Regions from separate parts of the Mus musculus genome. Here region 2 is linked to region 1. Evidence: chromatin contacts called from public HiChIP or PLAC-seq data. All regions are on one chromosome and are shown on one strand. Each heading gives the region's core, a stretch centred on a gene start, on an enhancer-like site or on the middle of the called end of the contact. The rest is flanking DNA. Distances are from core to core; before and after follow the strand shown.

What was found. HiChIP or PLAC-seq counts read pairs in DNA pulled down with a chosen protein or histone mark.
Region 2: a contact with region 1 is called in an H3K27ac HiChIP or PLAC-seq map of acute myeloid leukemia, with 5 times the contacts expected there. The contact joins two enhancer-like sites. A contact is called at or near these places in 1 of 484 Hi-C or Micro-C datasets (nephron progenitors) and 2 of 115 datasets of contacts at active chromatin or transcription factors (acute myeloid leukemia and embryonic stem cells).

What each region holds. Positions count from the first base shown.
Region 1 is chr13:44,064,277-44,067,581 of GRCm38.p6, forward strand. No RefSeq gene overlaps it. Among named protein-coding and RNA genes, the nearest start is that of Gm33489, 21 kb to the left of the region's middle. Within about 2 kb of position 1,750, at least 78 of the 459 cell types and tissues checked have an H3K27ac peak or open chromatin away from gene starts, as enhancers often do. A contact at or near this core is called in acute myeloid leukemia, where this site is marked.
Region 2 is chr13:44,563,596-44,567,035 of GRCm38.p6, forward strand. All of the region lies in intron 1 of Gm34276 (a long non-coding RNA gene), which reads right to left. Among named protein-coding and RNA genes, the nearest start is that of Gm34276, 3.3 kb to the right of the region's middle. Within about 2 kb of position 1,301, at least 37 of the 459 cell types and tissues checked have an H3K27ac peak or open chromatin away from gene starts, as enhancers often do. A contact at or near this core is called in acute myeloid leukemia, where this site is marked.

The DNA.
Region 1 (3,305 bases), core at 500-2,999:
GGGGAGGTGTCACTAGACATCTTTATCTGTCCCTTCTTCTCATGTGGTTGTGCTCAATTGATCCCCTTTCTCTGCTTCTCTTTACTTCTTGTCTCTTCAATTGCCCCCCCCCCTCCAGGTTGGGTTGGTGCACCTAGATGTCGGGGTGCATGCTTTGACCCTAAAAGCATTGATAGCAATTGGAACCCAAGTGTGCTGATGCTGATTGAAACAGAATCTGAGTTAGCGTGGGTAATAAGGACCACCAGCCACCGCAGTTCAGCAGCTGAGGTGTAGTTGAATCTTATCATCCGTCATGACTGGTGGCTACTTCCTACCTCTCTCTCTCTGTCTCTCCTGTCTCTCTCTCTTTGTCTCTGTCTCTCTCTGTCTCTCTCTGTCACACACACACACACACACACACACACACACACACACACACATTTCCAAAACCGACATTTGCTTTGAAGGTTGGCCTATACCTAGGCCAAACATAAAGAAGTGTCTAGAAACCAGCACCCCCTTCTCTGCAGCCCCTGTCAAGCTCTTTCTGGGTTCAACCATAGCTCAGGAACAGACATTACCTCATGTCTCAGCACCCCATCTCTGGGCAGGCTCCCCCTTGCCCTCTCTCTATGCTCTTCTCAGGGAGAGAAGAAGGGGTGCCATGTTGGCATGCTGAGAGGAGTGACTTTTTTTTTACTCAAAGGCAGAAAAAAATTACATTTAGTTGAAGGGTAAAGACAAAGTCAAGAAGATGCGTGTGAGCCCATTTCTTGCTTCTTTCTTCAGACGAAGCTTTGCCTTTCTTTTCTAGCTTTGGATGAATGAAGTTGTCACAGTCAGGTCGCTTTCAATAGGGTCTCAGAAAAAACGCCTTTGCCACCCTAACTAACCTCATTTGGCCAGGGCACACATTTAGACGTCTTTCTCCAATTTCTTTATTCTACACATATCTTCCCCTAAATATTCCCATTCTTGCCTCCCGGTGGTATGGACCATTCTTTATAAAGATTATGGCTTCTTAGCCCAGCTCTGTATTTGCCCCCAATCTCTTACTGCCACAGAGCAATGGTACATGTGAAGGGGACAAGAGACAGCTAAGACCTGGTAGACCTGTTATAGGAAGAGAACTTTGGCGGAAACAAATTGCTGTTTAGTTAAATGTAAGTTGCTTCCTAGAGTTCACCTGCTATATATACATGTTTAAAAGAAAATACTCTTTTTTTTCTCTCTTAATGAATTATGCTGCCACCCCTAAAATTGTCTTTGACAGGTGACAGTTGGCCAGTTTCTTTTCCTTCGCTGCCTAGCATCACAGGGTGAAATGTCTTCATCACCTGGAAGCTGTGTGCCAGTGTGGCCAGGTCACAGGCTTCCTTGGTTTTCCACTGTAACTATTGCAACCGTCCCGCATTCTGGTTCCTAAGACCTTCTTCAGGAAACCACACCAGTGACCTTCAGAAGGCCAGAACTCTTCACCCTGAATGTTTGAGCCTTCCCTCTCTCTTAACGCCTGGCTTTCTGCCAGCTGAAAGCAGAAGGCCGTTAGAGATTCTAATCTCCCGGTACAAAGTCTCTTTGGCATCGACAGTCAGATGTCACCTGGGGTCACCGTGGCCTATTTGAGGTGCAGAGTTCTGGGTAGTTTCAGTTGTGCTTGCAGCCGATTCAGAGAGCAAAAGCCGAAGTCTAACAGGAAGGTTGGTTGTCTGAAGTGTGCTAAAAATACTTTGACGTTTGTTGCTTGTGAATGGTTATTTTTAGTCTGAGGAAGTGGATTTAACATAGACCCGGGGGCCCGGTCGTGGCTGACAGAACCAGTGAGGTGTGCACCTGGATAAAGCCGTCCATTTCTGTCTGTCTGCTCCACACTTCTTCCTATGTATGCCCTGGACATGGAGGAGGACGAGACAAAACTGATTCCAGGTCTCTGTCTGCAGCGGGACCTCTCTCTTCCTCTCTGAAGCTGCTGGCCGATGAGAGGCAGGCCAGATCCAGAAGTCAACAGCTGGGCTTCAGACCCCACGAGGCACTGTCCCCTCTGCTAGAGAATACAGTCTGTGGCTTTTGAAGCCTCTGCCCTGTAGTGCTGGGCTCAGTAGAGTCTAGGTGGTTGGTTGCTAACAACTGTCACCTAATTGTCACATGAGCAGGATAACCAGACTCCTGTCCTCTAGAAGGTTCCTGCCTCATTGCAGCCTCTCCAAACTGAAGAATGAGCAGGGAGTTGGGGTACAGGTTGGTTCTTTGGCTTCTCATTCCTTGTAGGTTGACTGAGCAGTAGGGGAGGAATGGCCGTATACTGAATACCCTCCTGGTATGTCCCACTTCTATGCTATCAAGCAAGGTTAGTTACTGAAGCAAGTTAAGGTAAAGAAGCAAGAGGCGAAACCCAGAGGATCTCAAGTGGACCCTAACTGTTGTACCAATGGCAGGGGCTAAGGAATGGCAGATTAGGAGTGGCCACTTGGATCCCACTGTACCTGGGACTGCAGACTGTCTTAGCAGAGCTCTCTCACGGATATTGTGATGAACCAGCTAAGGGTTACTGCATCGTTCTTAGTCCGCTTGTGCTGTTCTAGCAAAATGTCACAGATCAGGTGGCTTAAACAGCAGGCATTCATTTCTTACAGTTCTAGGGGCTCAGAAATCCACGACCAAATGCCATTCAACTGCAGATCCTGGTCACACTCCCTGGCTGCCTTCTGGCTGTGTCTTCACATGTCCCTTTCTCTCTTCCTCTGAAGGGACAGAGACCTCTGCTGTCCCCTTCTCTTCTTGTAAGACCAACAGCCCTACTAGATTGGGGCCCACCCTTGTGACCTTATTTAATTTGAATTCCATCCTAAAGATCTCACATCCAAATAGTCACCGTGGAGACTGAGACATCTACACACAGACTTAAGGAATGGGGGACACACTCTGGCCATAGCTCCTGCAGCCAGGGAACCAACTGCAGCCAACTTTGCTGTTGGGACCCTTTCACACTTTGGGGGTACTCTAGGTCCAGGTATCCCAAGGAACCCCCATGTTCCTTTGTCAGGAGACTATGCTCAGGCTTCTGGTACTATCTTGAAAGGACAATGGTGAGAGTTGGCTTCCTTTCATAAATGATAGTTTTTGACCAATGAATGGCGGGCAGGAAGGAAGCAAAGATGCTCTGGTTTTTTTCAGCCTCTGGACAGGACAACAGCAGCTGTCTAGAGGAAACTCAGAGATTATATAAGTCACATCCCAGATGTCCCCTCCCTGATCCCTCCCCTGAGATTTACCCTGTCCCAGCATCTTTCTTCTTTGTGCTTCCCAGAGTTCCTGAGGAGGGC
Region 2 (3,440 bases), core at 51-2,550, 500 kb after region 1:
CTGATGAGGTGCGAATCTATGGCCAGAATGAGCTCTTTCATCTGTCCCACATACTTTTCCCCATCTTCCCAGATCTTTGCCCTGGAGAACCTGACAGCTTTGCAGACCGTTCTCCCTACACAAAACAGCTTTCTAGGCGTGTAGGAGTGGAGGCCGTATTTCTGCCAGAGCCCCTCTGTGATGCAGTTGGATTTTTTACGTTCCCACCTCTGTTAGCTAAGGGCTTCAGGCAGACAGATAGAAATAACCATCCCTGGAAAAGTGCCCACCTACCAGAAACTCCCGTACAGCCAAGGCAAGGGCCCCTCTGAGAAACAGAAAACTATCCAGAAGGTAGATAGAACAAACCCAATTGACCATCATTTTTTAGAAAAAATGAGGTCCAGTTTGCCTCTGCTATAACCCAGGCATCACATTTATATGAGAACATAAAATACCACACAGCTGTACGTAAAACAATATGTGTGTTCCCAAATAATAGTGATACCACTTGGCAGTAAGGACTATATTTTGACCAAATAAAAGATGACCTAAATTTGGCTCAGTGGGGTGGGACTTATGGTGTGATTGCTTCTTGGGAATAATGGGATAGAGATAGGGGGATTTCAAGGGTGGAAGGAAACGCATGAGAACAGAATGGGATGGAAAGTTGCGTGCCTTTCACTGCATCTGGAGGCTTAGTTTCTACGAAGGGGGAAGAGCATTTAATTTTAAGCGTCTAGTGCGTCCCTCCCAAATAAAAATCCCCTTTTTTTTTTTTTTTTTTTTTTTAATATCAGGCATCCACACTGCAAAGTCTTCACTTGTGTGCATCAGACACACAGAGAAGTGGCTTCTCAAATATAATGAGGAATGCATAAAAACTGTTGTGGACTCCCCAGTCTCCAGCGATTTTTATGCATTCCTCCAGGCCTTCTTTCATTCATATGTATGATCATTTGACAAGGATGTATTGTGGCCTTAATGTGTAACAGGCTTTCGGGTAGGATGGGAGACAGCTCCTGCCCCGAGTGAGCCCATAGCTCAGGAAATAGACCACCTCCATCCAGAGTGAGAAGAAGGGTCAAGATGGGAAAGATTTTAGCACGAGGTACACAGTACCGCTAGGGACACAACGCAGGGTCCATGAGAGGATGCTCTGTGATCAGAGAGAGCAAAGTTCTTAAGGTCGCTGTCTCAGAAAGGAGGCCTAACCCAGAGAGGCCAGGAAAGATCAAAGCTTTAAGCCCACAGCATGAACAATAGCGGGCGGTGCTCCTGGGTGCTCAGCTCTAACCCGCATTGCAACATTCGAATGACATACATACTGTTCCCAGATGCTCTGCTCGGTGCAGGCATCCGTTAGGATGTGGGTACTGCTGATGTAACAAAACCCTGCACAAGGCATGTTGTAAGCAGGGAGTTTACTAGGTCTTCCCTAACAGCCCAGGCTTGAGAAATCCGAAGCTGCATGGAGGGTGGGGGACCTGCTCGAGGCGGCAGACTTTTATTGTTCTGTGTCTCTAGGATATTACACTCAGCCATACAGTCCAAAGGGAAGCCCTCCACATCCAGAGGGACAGGGGAATCCAAAGGGAAGACACCCCTTTCACTAAGAATTTTTTTTTTAATGATTTGTTTTATGTGCATTGGTGTTTTGTCTACGTGTGTGCGAAGGCGTCAGATGTCCTGGAACTGGAGTTACAGGCAGTTATGAGATGAGCGGCCGTGTGGGTGCTGGGAATTGAACCCAGGTCCTCTGGAAGATAGGTCAGTGCTCTTTAACCACTGCGCCATCTCTCCAGCCCCTCACCAAGTTTTAGATACTTCACATCTCTGTGTAGACTACCAGACTACCAACTACAGTCTTTTCACATGACCATACCTGTCTACCCAGGAGCTGGAAAACATCCTTAATTAGGACTGCCTCAGGCACAGCTAAAGACTTGTATGACACTGGAAAGGAATCGTACTTTTTGTGGTTTATTTTTAAAAAAAGAAAAGAAAAGAAAAGGAAGCTGGGGATATGTTTAGTGGTGTGAGGTACGGTGAGGTGGAAGGGGGTACCTCTGAGGGCCCATGCTGAGGCATCCCTTTCCCCTGAGGAACCAGCCATGGGGGCGGGGGGCGGGGTGTTGAGGGATGACTAGAGACAGAAAAGGGGAAAGAGGGAGGGGGAGGGAGGAAGTAGGAGTAGAGGCTGGCCGGCCATGAACAAGTGGAAGGAGGGGGAGGGGAAAGGGGAGAGAAGGGACAGAGAAGAAAGAGGGTAAGAGAGCAAGAGAGTAAGGGGGGCAAGCAGCCCCTTTTATAGTGAGTCAGGCATACCTGGTTATTGCCAGGTAACTGTGGAGTGGAACCTAGAAGAAATGCTAACATTACTCACTGTGGTGGTCCTAATTTTTACTGTCCTGACTTAATTTGGAATCCTGTGGGGGACATGGCCCTGGAATCTCTGCGAGGATATTTCCAAAGAACTTCAGATTTGTAAGAAGACCCACCACACATGGGTGAGATCAACACTAACTACAAGAGAGGAAAGGACAAAGCCTGGCGGGCTCCAGTGTTCTCCTGTCTCCGTTCTACTGAGATCGGACAACCGCCACCCTCTTCTGCTGCTGGGCCTTGTCCTCCGTGCTGAACAGCCTGTCTTCAAGACATGAGCACAAATAAACCCTTCCTCCCCTAAGTTGCTTCCTGTCAGATCCCAACATGCAACGTGCAAAGGAACAAACTCACTCTCTTTCTTCATTGCTTTGTGGAAAAAGACCAAGAGGGAAGAATGTCTGTGTGATTATTTACCCGTGCTGTGTTAAAAAACAAAACACCCCAAAGACATCTGGCTTAAAAGAATGCTAGTGTGTAATCTCACCATTTCTGTGGACTAGAAAACTAGGCACAGCAGGGTCAGATGCTCTGCAAGCATCTCACAAGAATGGACTCAAGAAGGCAGCTGGGACTGGAACACAACAGAGCAGAGATTCTCAACCTGTGGGTCCCAACCCCCACAGACGTCCCCTATCAGAGATCCTGCAAATCAGATATTTACATTATGATTCGTAATGGTAGCAAAATTACTGCTATGAAGTGGCAATGAAATAATCTTATGCTTGGGGGTCACCACAGCATGAGGGATTGTACTAAAGGGCTGCAGCATTAGGAAGGTTGAGAACCACTATAACAGAGGTTCAGGTCCTCTTCTAGGCTTGAAAGTTGCTGGCAGACCTCGTTGCTTTGGGAACAGAGGGCTAAGGTCCTAATTTTCCTTCTAGCTGTCATCCTGGATCCACTGTCAACAGCTAGATAAGCTGGCCTGGGCATAGTGTATCATACCTGTAGAACCAGGACCAGGACTTGGGAGGTAGAGGCAGGAGCTACATCGAGAGTATGAAGTCAGCCTAAGTTCCATGAGATACTGTCTCAAAATAAATAAATAACAATAAAATTAGAAGTTGTAGCTG